2 separate regions of the Mus musculus genome follow, and region 1 is linked to region 2. Evidence: chromatin contacts called from public Micro-C data. All regions are on one chromosome and are shown on one strand. The core of a region is the stretch at or near the end of the contact, and the rest is flanking DNA. Distances in the headings are between cores, read along the strand shown.

What was found. A called contact is a pair of places that touch in the nucleus more often than the background predicts.
Region 1: a contact with region 2 is called in a Micro-C map of brown adipocytes, with 4 times the contacts expected there. The contact joins the enhancer-like site here to the promoter of B3galt2 in region 2. A contact is called at or near these places in 4 of 484 Hi-C or Micro-C datasets (brown adipocytes, cortical neurons and group 2 innate lymphoid cells) and 2 of 115 datasets of contacts at active chromatin or transcription factors (both in embryonic stem cells).

The regions. Positions count from the first base shown.
Region 1 is chr1:143,553,130-143,558,323 of GRCm38.p6, forward strand. No RefSeq gene overlaps it. Among named protein-coding and RNA genes, the nearest start is that of Gm35303, 38 kb to the left of the region's middle. Within about 2 kb of position 1,657, at least 14 of the 459 cell types and tissues checked have an H3K27ac peak or open chromatin away from gene starts, as enhancers often do. A contact at or near this core is called in brown adipocytes, where this site is marked.
Region 2 is chr1:143,638,324-143,643,035 of GRCm38.p6, forward strand. It overlaps B3galt2 (UDP-Gal:betaGlcNAc beta 1,3-galactosyltransferase, polypeptide 2), which reads left to right and starts at 2,374. Exons shown (of 2, transcript NM_020025.4): 1 at 2,374-3,019. All of the region lies in intron 10 of Cdc73 (cell division cycle 73, Paf1/RNA polymerase II complex component), which reads right to left.

The sequences.
Region 1 (5,194 bases), core at 407-2,906, 86 kb before region 2:
ATGCTTGTGCATTGAGTTCTGCCTGACTTCTGGGTTCATTCCACTCATCCTGTCTTCTGTAAAGTTGTCACATCTCCAACTCCTGCACCATCAGCCAAAACATGTTTTTTCTCCAATAATTACTCTTATTTTGTCTTTTGATCACTTCCCCCAGGGCCCCTTTCACTCAGCTGTTCCTATACTGTACACCATGACCATGTTATACACTGTTTTGTTCTCCAGGCCTCGCTCGCAGACAGTGCCAAGCGTACCACTGGTACAAAGAGTTTTTCAAATGATGAACTGTTACCTTCATATATATTTAATCTCTTCTCTAAAATTGTAAACTCCTTGATGACAGAATCATGTTTTATTAATTTGTGCAGAAAAGAGACTTCTCTGAATTAAAGTAGCTGAAAAAATATGATGTGTACTAAGAAATACTGTATTAAAGATGCACAAATATTGTAATTAAATCAAGTTCAATTTAAATAATATGCAAAATAAGCAAGAGATTTAAATTTTATCATGGGATTTTATAATCTTTTTTCCGATTCACTGAAGAACTACTACATTTTGTTAAAATATAATGCTAATACGGCACCATAAAAATGGTATTTCTTAAGCCTTTTTTCAAATCAGAGCTGATTTCATATACTATTTTCACAATATACATGTATGCAAATGTAGTCACAGAGATTCTTAAATATTAATCAAGAGTATTTAAGCATTTTGCCATTGCAACTGATTCTCAATTGATAGGAAATTTAACTTTTTGAAAAGACTGTTGTATTAAAACTCAATTATTTCTTAGGATATTATTGTATTACTATCCTTGATTCTTGAATCACCAGGCATTGCTTTAAACAAAAACATTAAATTAATGTAGGATTGGGGAAAGTGTCTTTCCTCTAAGATAAAACATTTCTTTTACAATAACCTTATAGGATCATCTGAACTCAAAGGAGAATGTGGAGTGGCCTTCTAAACTGTTGATCTATGTTCTAGACTATCCATCCACCGTTTGAGATCAAAGGAATACTTCAGGATGCTACCACACCATGCTGCTTACTAGGTGTTTCCCAACATTTTGTCTGCAAGTTCCAACACCCACTATTATGAGAAATGTTAAAGGATACAATACATTTCATTGTCAGTGGAAATTTAAGAGGAAGTATGGACATGACATTGAATTCTAGTATTTTATTTAACTAGTCGAAGAGATAAGTTTTCAAGTAGAAAATGTATAAAGAGAACAATCTAAATTTTAAAATGATACATTGTCTTAGTAAGAGAAAAAATGCAAAGCATGGATGTAACTATTACAGCAAAAATTACATCTTAAAACTTTCCAAAAGCTGGTGCCCTCTCCCTCTCCCTCTCCCTCTCCCTCTCCCTCTCCCTCTCCCTCTCCCTCTCCCTCTCCCTCTCTCTCTCACTTCCAATCTCTGTTGCCACTACTCAGTTCTGTTTTCAAAGATGAGCGAAATAATAGACAATGTCCAAACCAATGGGCCAAGTTGGGTTTCAGTGTTATTTCTATTTTAAGTTAACTCTAACTCAGCCAAACCTAAGATCACCTCTATTAGCTGTTAAGAAAGTGCAGGCTAGTCAGATACTTTAAGGACACCCACAGCTCCCTCTACCCCCTTTTGTCAATTTTAACCTTTACCCCTGAACTGTTGTGTTTATTGAGTAATTTGTAAGATTTCAACACACAGCTTTCGAAGTGGAAGCTCCCTATGGTATTCAGCAACTTGTGGCAAGGTGACAGCATTTGCATTTTTACTTTTGATCCTAAATTGCCCCAGTTAGCCTTGAGCTTTGATCCTCCTGCCTCAGTCTTCCGAAGAGCTGAGATTACAGACATGAATCATAACCCCTAGTGTGTGATATAAAGTGTGCTGGGGGTTTCTCATTTCATTTCAACTCCAACATGAAAAAAAAAAAAAAAAAAAAAAAAAAAAAAAAAAAAAAAAAAAAGCCTGGCATCCTTATGCCATCCTCACAACAAAACAATAGCTGTTGAACAAATGAAAATTCAATAGTTTCATTTTGGTCAATTAGTGAAATGAGTTCACAGGAAAACCACCACCCCAGAAACCTGCAGAGAAATCAAATATAGGAAATAGTAGCAACATCGGCTCACCTACAAAGCACAAACTGCTGGTGCTACAGTCTCAGAGGAACATGTGATTATTCAGTTCAAAGAAGAGTTAGGAGGTAGTTCTCAACCTGTGGCTCGAGATCCCATTGGGAGTTGCATTATCAGGTATCCTGTACATTAGATATTTACATTACAATTCACGATAGTCACAAGATTGCAGTTATGAAGTAGCAGTAAAATAATTTTGTGGTGGGGGGAGGGGGTCAGCACCACATGAGGATCTGTATTGAAGGGTCCCAGCATTGGAAGGCAGAGAACCACTGAGCTAGAGGGAAAGAACCTGGATTAGCTTTGAGAGACACCTGGAGTCCAGCCTCCTGCTGCTTCACCTTAAGTGGTTCTCCCAGGAAAAGCTTTTAAGAGATTGTCTCCAGCTGCAGGCCAAGCACAAGCACGGGGAATGGAATTCAGACTAAGGAAGGAAGAAAGACTCAAGGTACTTTCATATGTTAAACAGACCCAGAGCCCTCTCCCTAACAGCCTTGCTGTTCTGGACAAATTACTTAAATGAAGCCTTGTCTGCTTGGTGTGCAGCTTGACCTTCATGTGGGTCCTGAACAACTAGAATTGGGGATATCCCAAAAGCTGTTGCCTGTAGGTGGGAAATGTTCTTCTAGCTGGGCTGCCTTGAATGGCCTCAGTGGGAGAGGAAGTGCCTAGCCTTGAAGAGACTTTGGAAGGTGGGGAGGTGTGTGTGATGGTGATGGTAGGAAATACCCAGGGGGGGTTCCCATGCACTCAGAGGAGAAGGGGAAGAAGTATGGGGGAAGGATTGTGGGAGGGGTGACAGGGAGGGTGACAGTGAGAGGGATGTAGAGTCAATAAGTAAAAAAAATTAAATTTAAAAAACAAAAGAAAGAACCATTAAGTTGTTAATGAAATACCTAAATTGCTTTTGCTTTCCCATGGGTAAGAAAGAGAATTCCCAAGGTACCCCAGCCTAACTGGGTTTGTGTGCCCAGACTCAGGTCTTTCGAATAGGTGTGTAGGTGTGTAGTTATTTTTCAGATAACCTGTGATGTGAGCACATTTTCACATGCTTATTTTCTACCTCTGTATCCTCTTTGCTAGAGTGCCCACTATGGTCTTCATCTGATTGTTTTTGTCTCACCGTTCAGTTTACTCCTCTGTGTAGTTCATAGAACAATCCTTTATAAAGTATATCTTTTGCAAACATTTTCTTCCAATCTATATCGTGTCTTCCTCATGACAGTGCTCCTCTTACAGCAAAGGGCTTCATTTTAATGAAATGGATAAAGGCCTTTCCTTCTGGGGTCAAACTGTTGGATCTAAAAACCTATCACCAAACACAAGTCATCTCAAATTTTTCCCTTGCTGCCTTCCAGCAGTTTTCTGCATTTGTGTTTTGTATTTAGAGCTATGATCCATTCGATATTGGTTTAACAAATGATCCAAAGTCTATATCTAGAGTCTGTGTTTAAAATCAACTTTTAGGGAGCACACACAGTATTAGGTTTCATTGCAGCACTTTCAAGCAAAATGTGTATGTGTTGATTTTTTCCCCTTCCCTGCTCTCCCCATCTCTCAGTTCCCCTTCCACCCTTTGCCCCCACCCATAAACTCCTTTCATTTTCATGTATCCTGTGACCTACTGACCCCCTTCCTAAGACCTCTTTTCTCTCATTGTGGTCTACTCTCTAGTTTCATAGCCTACACCCACACTTACTCCCACTTATTTACTATACATCAGATGTACTTTTTGTAGGTGAATGTCCAGCCATTTCAGTACCATATGTAGAGAAGACAGTCTTTTCGTTATCATGATGCTCTGCCTTCTCTTGAAAGAGCTGGCAGGGCCACCAAACTATTATTCATTTTTGTTACAAAGGGTTTTTGATCTCTGGAATTTTATTGTTTCTTAGAGCTTCCATCTCCCTGTTTCTTTTATATTTCTCCTTTGCATGTCTTTTTCCACTAGAGCTCTTAGCACATAAATCAGCTCTAGAAAACTCTCAGCCTAGTAATTCCATCAATCCTGCCATACATGGCTCCAGTTCTCCTGCAGCCTCTTTCTCTCGAAACTGTGTTTGTTGGGGGAGGAATGTGTTTTGTTTGCCTGTAAAGTATACCTTGTAATTATTATTATGTGAGCCAGACATGATGTGTAGAAAGAAAGGCATCGTGACAAATATACCTCTACTGACAAGACAGTAAGGTAAATGGTGAGAGGCACCACTTCTAGTTGATCTTACAATGACCCTGTGTTTCTGAACTGTGACATTCTCATGACCTTCTCAGAGTCTCCAGTCCCCTATAGGTGAGGCATGAAGGCTAGACAGGACAAATGTTGACTATCCCTTTCCCCAGCATGAAGACTGAAGAAGGCTGGATAAGGCATTTCTCTTCTCCCAGGGGATGGACACAAGGAAAGTCCAGAGTGCAGTTTGGTTTTAAAAAAAAAAAGGGGGGGGATTCCTAAAACAGACCTAGTTTAGAAGGATGGAATACTCTGGGCATATTTTTGAGTATCTTATTTTTTTCTCCACCCTCCTGCTACATGGATTTTTTTCCTCTAATGTTCAAGGTGAGATACTGCTGGCCTGCTGGAGATAGACAGGCAAATGTAGCCACTGCCAGTGATGGCCCCTGGGGTATAACTCACACTTGTCCCCACTGAACCTCTAGCCAGGTCCTCAATTTTAGTTATGTTTTCCTGGTATGGGTCTCATTCATATGGAGGTTTCTGCTTCTACTACCGTGATCTTAGTGCAAGCCTGTCCAATCAGAGTTCATAGCAACTCTTTTACCTTAACTACTGACAGATACAAGAGGGATTGGTAATAGTCTGATTGACATTTTGCTTAGTGTTGATGTACAGACCCAAATTCTAAGCTCCTTACAGGCTGTATCAGAAACCAGTCTAAGAGCATTTCCAGATATTAGTTAAAGCTAGGAAGCCAACTTGGATGGAGACTTGCTACAGAAGAGGAGATGCCAGTGTACACTAGGTAAGATTCCAACTAAGACAAAGGTGACTGAAGAGTTTACAGTAAGAACAAAGGGAGCAAAGGAAGGCCATAAAAAGTG
Region 2 (4,712 bases), core at 1,124-3,623:
CTCCTTGTCATATAAACACTTGCTCAATAGAAAGCAGTAAAAACAAAATTCTCACTAGTCGGTAATTCAGGCTTGAACCCAACATAGACAGGAATCATTATTGAGTTATCCATAAAGCCCTTAGTAACTGAGATCCATAATAAATCCAATTCAGTACCAAAAATAGGACATCTCAGAGATGACATATATGCCAGTTGTTCTGGGATGATCAGTACACATTGTATAAAATGTCTCACTGGTACCTCACCAATATGTAATAACTACTGTAAATTAAAAATAAAAACACCTTTTAATAGAATTAAAGAAAGACATTGTGGGGGGTACAGATCCAAAGTAGAGAACTTATCTAGCTAGCACTGTCCTGCTCTAAGTATCATCAAAGGATGGATTTAAAATATTCTAAAAATAATTGGCAGAATAGTTATTTTCTCCTTCCCTAGAAAAAGGATGGAAAATGTATTCAGTCATCCTCATATTACCAATAATTAATAAGCTGTGCTTTAATGTGCATGTTAGCATAAAGCAGTGTAGTGTTAACATTTAATGAAAAAAGTCAAAATGCATTCAGTATTCTACTAATGATTCCTGGGGTACTATGTCAATATTTGGGTGGGAACATTCACAATTTCTTCAGCAGCCATGTAGTATAATGTTTAAGAGTGGATTACAGGAATTCAGATTTTAAAAATTTAAATAATCCTGTTTCAAAATTTTAAACTAACCATCTTTCCTATCAGTAATTAGCTGGTATTTAGGTTACAGAACTCTGGGTACCAGTATCTCATCTGTAAAGTAGATATTAGAAAATTAAGCTATCATAAGCGAATATCATTTACAACCAGCTCAGGTACTTATAGCTCAATCTAATTTGGAATAGACAATAATTGTACAGACCTCTAACCTCAGTTAAGCCCTAATATTAGGAATCACTGATATTAAAAAGGCCACTTCTACTTTGGAGGAATAATTTAAGCAGAATCAATAATTTGTCTATGAAGACAAGAAAAAAAGACAGTGAAGAATATAGTATATAGCTTTAAGAGCCAAATACTAAGAAACACGGGTTTTATTCCTCTTCTAACTTAGGAAAGCCAAAGTTCTAAGCTTTAAGTTTCTCCTTATACTTTTCTTTTTCCTTCTTTTTTACCATCTTATCATTTCTAGGGGGAGTAAGACACAAACTAGGACAGTTATAGGGTATACCTAAACCAAGAAAGCACACTGGAATTAACACATGAAGATGAGTAATTGAATACTATTAGAGGAAATGTAATTTTTATTCACCTGAAATAATATATCATGGTCTGTGAAAATGGATAAAGTCCGTATCCCTAAAATATATAGCATAAGCTCTAAAACTATATAGTTACTGTCTTTAGAATATCAGAGGGGAATTGTTAGTTATAGCCATAAAAACAAGTAACAAACATGCCTGCCGAGTGCTCTCCTGGGGGGGGTTGGGGGGGGTGCCCAAATGTCCAGGCACTTAGTTAAGTATACCAGAGAAGGATTTCAGAGTCTCTAATATGTAAGGGAAAAAAAAAAAAACTGTTTGATGGCATTTTACTAAACCATTTTCTAAAGTATTAAACATTATTAGAAGCAACAGACTCTAGCGCATCACTATACTTATTTAAACACACATCTGCAATCTATATAAGCATACTATTTTCTATATAAGAAGCAAAGTTCCAAGGTTGTCTCTACCTAAGGTTTTTAGTCAAAATGCAACCAATCCTGCAGAACTACTCACCAATCTTCAAGAAAATCTATTCATGTGTGTTCTATGTACTATATCATTTTTAATTCTGTGATACACATTATTTTACATGAAAAAAAATTAATATTGATAACAAGAAAGTGATTTAAAATTAAATTTACTACTTTCAAGAACACTAAAAACTGCACAGAGCAAAAAAGTAGGCAGTATCGCAACATGAAGTAAGTGCAGGCAGCTGACTTAGATAAGCTGGAGAAAACAGGGGAGGAAATCTAAGTTATAGACAATAGATAATGAAGGAGTTTTAACTAGACTAGCAAATCAGAACAATCAGACAAAAACTGTAAGAGCAGGAATGCACTGAAAGAGTTAAACTACACCAACTTACATGTAAAAGCTTTTATTACTTCTGCTCTAAAAAAGTCTCTAAGACACATGAAAGCCACCGTCCAACACAGAAATATTTAGAAAGCCTGTGCATAAGTTCAAATAAAGATTAAAAAACCATAACCTCCATTTCATCCTAATGCTTGTATTTGTTCTGAATAAATATGATGTGTCACATAAGAGGAAGATTTCTAAGCTTTCTCCTACCTCGGGTTTTTAGTCAAAATGAACGCAAACAATCACGTGGGACTCAGCCAAGCAGTGACGTTAAATTCTGCTCTGTCAGAGACAGCATCTGTCAAGCCCACATTTAAACTGCTGCCTGCCTGTGCAGCACGGAAGAACGGTGCATTTCACATTACAGACCAAAACCCCAGGAAAACAGCTCAAAAATCCTTCCTGCAGCTGCCAGGCAACCACGACGGAGAAAGGCAAAGCCTTTTTTTTTCCCCCAATGCAACTGAAACACTAAACCACAGCTCTGCTGCTTAACATTGCAGCTCAGCGCTATTACTAGAAATATGGATACTGAGAAGAGAATACAGCACTGCATTGTCCAGCCGGGAATACAGCAGATGTAAAGAGCTTCAATGCATCAACTGTCGGAAAGAGTCAACTGTGCACCAAATACAACAGACAGCTACAGCTCTTTTGTTTAGTGAAAGAGAGAAAATGAAAGAAAGGAAAAATCTCTGAAGACTATAAGATATAGACATATGAACAAGAAGGGTAACTTGAAGACACCCCGACAGATGGACACTTTGGATACTGTGAAAAGCAATCACAGGAGGCAGACTGTTGGGGGATGTGCGCATGTTCGATAGCATCGTTTTTTGCTGAAGTGATGGCGTGCCAAAAGTATTTTCAGTAGACATAATCCTCTCCATCTAATGGTCTGACCAAGAAAGAAAGGTATGTTGCTGTCTTGTGTATGATGTTCATTAAATGTGTTTTAATTTCCTAACCATACAGGCACTGATACACTTGATAAACAAGTTCATACAGTCCACTGCCCTTCAAACTATGAAAGGCTTTCTAAATACACGATTTTAAATTTGCCTTTTCTACTAGACAAGCTGTCGTTGCTTTATTCAATTAAATAACTGGGAGTAATTCTGCAGGATTGTAACATTACAAGGAAAACCAAATAGTAACTAGATTTACTGAAAAGAATGTCTGAGAAATTAAACTAAAAAGAAAAAAAAAAAGAGCTCTCTAGCCTTTTTTTTAAAAAAACAGCAATTCTCTAGCAAATTAGGTCAAATTGATTCCTTATCTAATAAATTAAAGCACCTTCTTTAAAATGGTTATCAAGAGACAGTGGGGTAAAATTATATTAAATAGCATAAATATGATCTTATTATCTTGAGGTATTTTTAGAAAATCTCTTCAAAACAAAATCTTAGTTCATAGTAATATATTCTCTGTAATATCTATCTCTTCAGAGAGAGATAGAAACAATTCAGGAGTACATCAGCAAATTTTAAGTGTTACTGAGCTACAAGGAGATACTACAAGTTACAACATTAGCCATCAGATTAAAACGCTAGTGAGTTTATGCAAAGCATAACACCACCACAGTAGTCAGTCACATGTTATTACAGTATCAATGAATACAACTTTAACAAAGAGAGATCAATAGTTGCTCTAAATAGATTGGTGAAACAGGGAGTTTTTAAGTAACAGAGTGATTCTAAATAATCAAGTGTAAGACTGTTCCTGGAGTTAATTATAAAAGTGAAATTAAAAAACTAACATACTTGCAAACTTTATATGCCCCAGTACAGGGGAATACCAGGGCCAAAAAGGGGGAGTGGGTGGGCAGGGGAGTGGGGGTGGGTGGATATGGGGGACTTTTGGTATAGCATTGGAAATGTAAATGAGTTAAATACCTAATAAAAAATGGAAAAAAAAAAACTAACATAAAATAGCTTAATATACAGCACATATTAATAATGGTCAAATACAAGGTCAAATAATATCCACAGTAGGTTTCTAAGCTTTATTTACATGTGATAATGACCTGCCTACTGCCTCTACATGTGTCTGCAGGACAGAATAAACTACCCTGGGAACAATCAACGTTAGAGTGCTCGGGGTCAGGGACTCAAAGATATTCCTAAAATCTTACAAACCTTTCTACGTATTTTGATTCTTCCTCTCACTTTCATAAAACTTACTACCCTAACAATCACAAAGCCAAAAAAAAAACCCCTGTGGAAGCACTGTGTGTGTTGTAGAATTAAGACTGAATGAGTGTATTAGACTTTGTCATATATCAAGAGATTCCTAGTCATAACTAAGTATCTTTATTCTGATAAAAATTACAATCAGAAACTAATCAAAAATAATTTTTAAAAAAATCCAGCCTCTGTTGGTATCTTTATTAGAAATTAAGCTTTATAAACTAAATATTTCAAAGCTTTAAAAGTATACAAGTGTTTCTTATCAAACCATCATTTAACTCTGGGACTGTCTTTAGAAACTAATATATTTATATCAACTTTTAAAAGTCAAAGGACAGAAACTCTATAGGAGGATACATTAAATAGTAACATCCTTACAAATTTCGGTCTATAAGAGGTAAACACACACTTAAATCATA